Regions from separate parts of the Mus musculus genome. Here region 1 is linked to region 2. The links are chromatin contacts, called in public HiChIP or PLAC-seq maps. All regions are on one chromosome and are shown on one strand. Each heading gives the region's core, a stretch centred on a gene start, on an enhancer-like site or on the middle of the called end of the contact. The rest is flanking DNA. Distances are from core to core; before and after follow the strand shown. Region 1 has its middle 35 kb from the start of Ube2q2. Region 2 has its middle 26 kb from the start of Ireb2.

Region 1 (4,361 bases), core at 397-2,896, 280 kb before region 2:
TTTGTGCGTGTGTGTGTGCATGTGCACATACCCACGAGTGTGCCTGTGTGTAGCAATGCTACAGAAGACATGATGAGGTCAGAGGGTAACTTTTTTTTTTTTTTTTTTTTTTTTTTTTTTTAAGATTTATTTATTATTTATTATATGTAAGTACACTGTAGCTGTCTTCAGACACACCAGAAGAGGGCATCAGATCTCATTAAGGATGGTTGTGAGCCACCATGTGGTTGCTGGGATTTGAACTCTGGACCTTTGGAAGAGCAGTCGGGTGCTCTTACCCACTGAGCCATCTCACCAGCCCGAGGGTAACTTTCAATGTGCACCCCCACCTCCCACTTTGAGACAGAACCTGTATGCTGTTTGCTGCCACAGATGCCAGGCTCCCTGGCCTGTGAGGACCTTGGCGTTTGCTCTCTGCCCACTATCTTCCCAGGAGCTCTGGAGTTGCTGACACTTACATTACACATCTGGCTTTTCCGTGGCCCTGGGGTTTTAAATTCACATCCTCACACTTGTTTAACAAATGCTTCTACCCACTGTACTGCATTGCCTCTGTGTGTGTATGTGTGTGTGTGTGTGTGTGTAATATACATGTGTATGTGTGCTTGAGTATGTGAGTGTGTGTGTGTATGTATGTAAATGTGTGAGTATATGTGTGTGTATTCAAGTGTATGAGAGTGTGTATGTTTGTCAATTTCTTCTTTGCTGAATTGTTGATCCCTTTACTTGATCCATTTCTCATTAATATATTCATCTTTCCTATTGGTTGATAAGTATTTTTATAGAATATGCACATTAATAAATTTCATTACATAAAAGTCAAAACTATATGTTTCAAAAACACCAGAAAAAAAAGGCAGAAGAGATGCTGAGAAAAACCAAAGTGGCAATGGCTTAATTTTCTTTATAATGCCTGTTTTGAGTATTTAGCTTAAAAATTCTCTTATCACCCTGAAGATCACATAAACATTTATTTTCCCCTTCTGTTGATTGGTAGTGGGTTTATAGTTCTATATCAGCTAAACCCTTTAATTTGGGGTATGCAGCTTAAGACAATGATGATTCTAGCTTGATTTCTTTCCAGGCTGTTAAGTAGAATGTACTGAATAATTCTTCTCTTCTCAAGGATCTTTTGGGGGACTCTGCACATGGTGTACGTGGGTACATGTACACATGTGTTTGTGTGTGTTTGTACGTGGAGGCCAGAGGTCAACCCTGTGTATGTTGTTCCTTGGATGCAGTACATCTTTTGAGTCTCTCGATGGCCAGGGGCTCACCAATTAGGCAAGTGGATTGGCTGGGAGCCCTAGGGCCAATCATGTGCCATGCCAGCAGGCTTCCTATGTGAGTTCTGGGAAGGGGGAGGGTCTAATTCAGGTCCCTGTGCTTGGGCAGCATACACTTTGCTGACTGGACTATCTTGCCCTCTTCTTAGGGGTTTTATCTCCGGCTGTAATGTAAATACTCCAGACTCATGTTTGCTTCTGGACTTGCTATTCTTGTCCTGTCATCTTTTCCGACTTCTGACTCTGTCCCTGTTCCACCAAGGACTCCAGATTCTCTGGAACAGTTTGCATACTTTTGGAAATCTCTGCTCACATTCTTGCCCCCTGCACCACCCAGCAAATTCCTTCAGGCTAGGGTCCTGCCTCATTTCTCTTTGTGCTGAGAGAGCCCAGGGTAATGTAGCAGAGGCTAAGCATAGCAGTCAGCAGTATAGGAATGGAGCAAGCCCAGACATGAAGGTTGACAGCCTGAGCACCGTACGGGATGCCCCACTCAATTAGAATGGTGGATGAGCACCAAGTCATTTGGTGAATACTTGGGACACACATGAGCCTCAAGGCCAGCCAGGGGTCTCCACTAAAATGCTCAACCTCCTCAGCAACCCCGACCCACTTGCCCCAGATTCAAGATGACAAGTAATGGGTTTATGTTTCCTCTTTCACATGCCCAGTACTACTGTTAACATGGCTCAGCTGGAGATGCCAGCAACTGAGAGTGAGGGTGTGGAGTGTGGCCTTTCCATGCCTGCAGAGGCAGTGTTGCAGGCCCTGGAAGGGTGACTCACAGCCCTGGGAGAGGGAAGCAGGGCAGATATTCTGCAGTCCTACATCTGAGTCTGCACTCTCTTTAGCTTTTCTCTCTCCTAGATAGGGAAAATGGGGCTTAGCTCTCAGCTTATGACACCCACAGCTCCACTAGGGACACTAGGCAGGGAGAAGTGGCCCAACTGCTTGAAGTCACATTTGCACAGGCGATACAAGTCGGCACAGCCGATGCACTTGCTGCAAATGGCTCCTAGTTTACACCTCCCATACCCCCAAGCTGTAGAGCTTCTATAGTAAATGGAATACAAACAGGTACTTGTCTCGTGGGAAAGCTAACCTCGGGTTTAAGTATATGTAAGAAAAAAATCTAAGGAGGTGTGACAGCAGATATGAGGCATTCCCAACAAACAGCCAGGCTGGAGTCAAGGCTCCTCTCCCAAGACCATCCTCGGTGTCCTCTTATTGAAGGCCTCTAGAAAGGTGTTCATGCTGTGTCTAAAGCAATCCTGCCCAGGATTGTAGCTTTATCTGAGTCTATGTCCTAACTAAGATTGTCAGAGGCCTGAGACTTGGTGAAACTGTCTAGGCCTCTTTATCCTAAACTGTTCAAACTAAAAACAAAATCAAATCAAATATGGGGTCAGCAGGATGTCTCCATGGACAAAGGTATCCTCTGCCAAGCCGGACGACCTCAGCTCAATCCTCAGGACCTATGTGGTATGTTGCAAGATATTTGATCACACTGTGAACCCCAAGATTGTGTTACTTACTGAAAAAACCTTGTTTTGGCATGGCTCCCTAGCATGCACCTTTACTCCAGAGCTAAATGAAGTCAACTCTAGGTCAAGAGGCAGATCAAGCAACCAGCTGACAGGGAGTGAATGTAAATAAACAGAGGGTCTTTGAGATGAAGGGGATTTAAGAGAGTGTGGAGAAGAAGAGAGAGCCTTTTCCTTCTGGGACATCGGTAGAGTAGGAGGGCAAGCTATGTGCTTTCTCTGCCTCTCTGAGCTAGCAGGCTTTCTCCACAGAGTCTGCCTTCATTTGGTAAAACCGAATGGCTGGGGTTTGTGTTTTTATAAAACAATAGTGGCAGAGGAGAGAACTGGCCCCTCCTGTACATCGTACTCTGACCTCCACACACACTGTCCTGTGACCTCCACACTCTGACCTCTGACCTCCATACACACTGTCCTGTGACCTCCACACATACTGCTCTCTGACCTCCACACTCTGACCTCTGACCTCCACACTCACCTCCTCACACAAAACAAGTAAGTTAAAAACGTGACCAAAAGAGAGCTTTTCTAGCATATAGAAGACCCTGGGTTCAACCTGTGACTGCTACCCCCAATCCCCATTCCCAGTATAGCAAAAAGAAGATTTTCGGCTCAAATAGTCTCAAATGATGAATGATCTTTTTGCTGTGATATTTAACTCAGTTTGCCAGCATTTTTATTGAAAATGTTTGCATCCATGTCTGTCAAGAAGATCAGCTTATAATTTTCTTTTCTATGTGGTACTGAAACAGAGTTATTATCAACTCAAAAAAAAAAAGTGACCAAAAAGGCTACAGGAGTTAAGCTGAACTTCAACAAAGTGATACAAAGACCTACAGGGCAGCTAAGAGTAAAATTGTTTATTTCTAGATTTTCCCTCAATGCATTTGTGCACTTGCACACAGACCAAGGTGCCATGCATTGGCTAGTACCATTCATGTGCAGCTTGCTCGGGCTGCTGGTCTGCATGGTGGTGTGTGATAATGGAAGCTCTAACTAGCTTCAGCTGTCCACAGCTCAATTTCCATGCAGTCAGGACGGGACCATCAGCTCCTTCTGGGCATGATTTGTGTGCATGTGTGTGCGTGCATGTGGCATACATGTGCAGTCTGGGCATGATTTTTGTGTGTGCACACGCATGTGGTGAACATGTACATATGTAAGAGCCTGCAAGTATGTGTATGGAGGCCAGAGGATGCCACTGTGTGTCCTGCTCTACCGTGTCCTGTATTTTTCCCTGATACTCCAGTGTGCCTCCTATCTCTGAACATGCTAGTACCAGGTTACAATGCTTGGCTTTTCTCTCTGTGGTTGCTGGGATCTGAACTCAAGGTCTCAGGTTCATATGAGTGCTTTTACCCTCTGAGGCATAGCCCCAGCTCAACTTCTAGGTATTATTTGAATTAAACTTCCTGTTTGTGTTGGGTGAGGGGAAACAATCCTCAGATGAGTCTTGTGGCACTCAGAAGGATCGTCTTTGACTAGAGGCTGGTACAGTTCCACCAGGGAGAGCACCCTCCATTAGAAGCAG
Region 2 (3,733 bases), core at 818-3,317:
GATTTTTCCTGTAGAGGAACTTTGGAACCAGGCAAGTAGGGTAACCAACACCAAAATGTCCAGTTTGTGCAGAGTCTTGGTGGCAGGTGAGGCATGAGGCAGATTTTCCCAGTAGTTAGCATTACCAGTTAAGAGCACTGACTGCTCTTCCAGAGGTCCTGAGTTCAATTCCCAGCAGCCACATGGTGGCTTACAACCATCTGCAATGGGATCCCATGCCTTCTTTTGGTGTGTGCGAAGACAGCTACAGTGTACTCGTATGCAAAAAATAAATTTAAAAAAAAGCTAAAAAAAAAAGCTAAACTAAACGGTTTATAAATTAGTAGCTTTTATAAAGTTAGAATTTTTACAGCTTTATTCCTGTTAAGTTTGAGCTTTAAAATTTGAAGATTAAATTGAAAATCCTTTAGCATTAAAATAAACCTGAATGAAGTAAGCTTTCTTTCTATAGTGCACCATTATAGACTATTATAGTTTCTTTCTTTTTTTTTTTTTTTTTTTTTTTTTTTGGTGTTTTCGAGACAGGGTTTCTCTGTATAGCCCTGGCTGTCCTGGAACTCACTTTGTAGACCAGGCTGGCCTCGAATTTCAGAAATCTGCCTGCCTCTGCCTCCCGAGTGCTGGGATTAAAGGCGTGTGCCACCACTCCCGGCGACTATTATAGTTTCTTGTATGCATTAGCTTTTCCAAACAGCTAAAGGTTAAGAAAGTGAGCAAAGACAAAGGAGCTACACAGATATCAGTGTGAACCTGATTGACAGATATCACTGTGAACTTGATTGACAGATATCACTGTAAACTTGATTGGCAGATATCACTATGAACTTGATTGACAGATATCACTGTAAACTTGATTGGCAGATATCACTGTGAACTTGATTGACAGATATCACTGTAAACTTGATTGGCAGATATCACTGTGAACTTGATTGAACCTGAGGAATTTACAAACATTGACTATCAAATATACCTTATTTACCAAGCATATAGTTACTTATTTAAATTTTCTAGAAGCCTAGTGTTAAACAACTAGCAAGGATATAAGTAGTTAGACATATAAAATATTTTAGTGATGTGTTGTGTTGTTTCCTTAGCAATAGCAAACTAAGGGCTCATTAGGACTGAGAAGTTTATCATTGTTGCTTTATACTATTTAGTCAGCCTAAGATGGTGAAGTCACATGGCCCTGTCATCTAAGGAAAGAAGGCTGCCAGCCATGTGGTTGCTTACATATTGATGAAGGTTATCTGCCAAGATGGAGGAGAGCCACATGGTTGCTATTTAGAAACATCTATTTTTTCTAAACAAGAGTCTAAGTTACATGTACAGTATATTCTAGACAAAAGTTGAATCACATAGCTAGTATGTGATCAATTATCTATTGCAGCAAATTAAAATTATATATCATAGACTTTAATTATAAACCTTTTGTTATAAGTCTAAAGCCAAATTTTGTTACAGATTTTATAGATTCTTAACCATATTCAATGAATTTACAAATCCCGAGATAGAGTTTACAGTATAGTCCTAAGAGATATTTTTAAGAGCAGACTGCAGAGAAATCATTTAGAGAAAAGATTTTTTTAAGAGTGGGAAGTTGAACCTTAGCGATAAGAGACTCTAGGATCCTTTGTTGTGGCAGAAGTTGTTACAATCTTTGAGAATTTGGAAATCAAGGGCGCCAATTTTTGGCCACTGATCTGTAATGAGGCCAAGCTGTAGTAATAAAATCTGATTCTTGACAGAGGAAGAGAGAAAGGGTCACAATTGACACCCTATAGGTGTTCCTGTAAGCTCCAGGAGGAGGCTGAGAGCTGAAGAGATGGGACTGCCAAGTTAGAGTCAGAGATAGCCAGGAGAGAGCAAGAGAGCATTGGTGTAGCAGACGGCAGGAGCCAGAGGGAGACCCTGTGGAGGGCACAGCAGGCCAGAGGGAGGCTGCTGCGGAAGAATTGGGCTCCAGAAATTGGAATCAGATTCACAAAAGATCTGTACACACCTTAGCGCAAGTGTGGTGTGGGATGGGGGTGGAGTTAGGTGAGCGGCTGGGTTCGGAACCTAAGCACCAGGGAGTACTGGTGTGCAGCTGCAGCTGGCCTCCTCCTTTGCTTTCTCTGCTCCTGCTAGCTCCTGCTCTTGCTCCCACTTTGCAACAAACTTACAGATCCATCAACCTTAACTTAAAGACATTTACACGTGCGGGGTGAGGGTGGGGAGAACAATGAGGCAAAACCAAACAGGGGTTGGAGTTTTCCCTTCCCTCATTGCTTGGCCACATTTGGACTGATTATCTAAGGGCTATTGAGGCCAGATTCAACTGTAAATTGTTTAAAGGTCCTTGAATTGGGCGCAGGTGTAGGGATCCGAGGCTCTCAGAGAGGTATCCTAAAGGAGAATCCAGAGGTACAGGTGATGCAATTTCCATGGTTCAGGTAGAGGGGAGGTCCAAGGCATCCCTAGCACCCAGGGGGCCAAAGGGGGAAGGCAGAAACTATTAAATGCACAAGCAGTTAATGGGGGCAAGGCTTAGCCTGGGCAAGCCTGAGGACAGACTCTGTGCCTAGTACCAAGACTTTTAAGTGAGTCCAAAAGGTGAAAACCAAGCTCAAAAATGAAGCCTCACCCAAGGGAAAAGATCAGTACTAGAGACTCAGGAAGCATCTAAGCTGACTGAGAGGGATCACCAACGTAATGGATGGAGGGCCAAGGTGAGGAGTCTGTTGCAGGCGAGCTGGAGATAAGAGATAGCGGCTCAGGGTGGCTTAGACCAATCCCCAAGCACACATGCAACGGGATATTCTCCTCACAGGCACCAATGTTAGTGTTTATGAGGCTGAATACCCTGGCAGGTCACACCGTGACACAGCAGATCCCAGGCAAGAGATTTGTGGGGAGGGGGATTCAAAAGGCCAGCTCAAGATAGGACAAGAGAGAGAGAGAGACAAGGACAGAGAAGGAGACAGAGAGAGGCAGACAGAGAGGGAAAGAGCAAGAGAGTGAGCTATGATCCTAAGAACATTTTAAAGGGTACACATGCTTCATTTGGCAGCTAGTGATGACATAGCTTTTGTGCTGAGTCACTGATGGTTGATTGGGGCTAATGAAAACAAAGTAAAATTCAGCTGATGAACGCTTGACTCTTGTGAAACAGTAATCTTTACATTCTGGGTTGTTTCGCTTATTATCCACAACTGTCACAAGCATCCTATGTCAGCTTGTGTTTTTCCATAATGTCAGAGTTTACTGAATAATAAAAATTCATAAAAGTACAACGGTTTTGTTGGCAGCAATTTGCCAAGCAGCACCTCTTTCTTTGATATTGAATAAATTGAACACATAGTTTTGCTCCAACCTTAATTACTAATATTAACTCTCAGATATCTTACATATAACATAGTAAATAACTCTACCTGGCTCTCTATATGTACATATATAGGTTGTTGTGTAAGACCCCCGAAGCTGGGCCTCCGCTTAAGTCCCAGTATGAACTGGCCAGCACCCCAGTGACCCAAGAGAAAACCACACCTGATGCAAACTGCGAGAGGTTTTATTATCAGCTAGCTGAGGACGAAGTCCCTCCCAGGGGAGTTCGACCCAAGCGGTGACAGTAGGGGGCTTTTAACAGCTAGCTGAGGAATTGGGAGGAGTTGGGAGGAGTTGGGAAGAGTTGGGAGGAATTGGGAGGAGTTGGGAGGAGTTGGGAGGAGTTGGGAAGAGTTGGGAGGAATTGGGA

What was found. HiChIP or PLAC-seq counts read pairs in DNA pulled down with a chosen protein or histone mark.
Region 1: a contact with region 2 is called in an H3K27ac HiChIP or PLAC-seq map of embryonic stem cells, with 4 times the contacts expected there. The contact joins two enhancer-like sites. A contact is called at or near these places in 17 of 39 promoter capture datasets (the 3T3-L1 cell line, 3T3-L1-derived adipocytes, the C10 cell line and 10 more), 6 of 15 datasets of contacts at CTCF or cohesin (the G1E-ER4 cell line, the NIH/3T3 cell line, embryonic stem cells and 3 more), 157 of 484 Hi-C or Micro-C datasets (3T3-L1-derived adipocytes, the 63-12 cell line, the AML12 cell line and 78 more), 12 of 115 datasets of contacts at active chromatin or transcription factors (T-cell acute lymphoblastic leukemia, astrocytes, bone marrow-derived dendritic cells and 6 more) and 3 of 9 other capture datasets (adipose tissue, embryonic stem cells and liver).

The regions. Positions count from the first base shown.
Region 1 is chr9:55,112,641-55,117,001 of GRCm38.p6, reverse strand. No RefSeq gene overlaps it. Among named protein-coding and RNA genes, the nearest start is that of Ube2q2, 35 kb to the left of the region's middle. Within about 2 kb of position 1,646, at least 28 of the 459 cell types and tissues checked have an H3K27ac peak or open chromatin away from gene starts, as enhancers often do. A contact at or near this core is called in embryonic stem cells, where this site is marked.
Region 2 is chr9:54,836,310-54,840,042 of GRCm38.p6, reverse strand. No RefSeq gene overlaps it. Among named protein-coding and RNA genes, the nearest start is that of Ireb2, 26 kb to the left of the region's middle. Within about 2 kb of position 2,067, at least 21 of the 459 cell types and tissues checked have an H3K27ac peak or open chromatin away from gene starts, as enhancers often do. A contact at or near this core is called in embryonic stem cells, where this site is marked.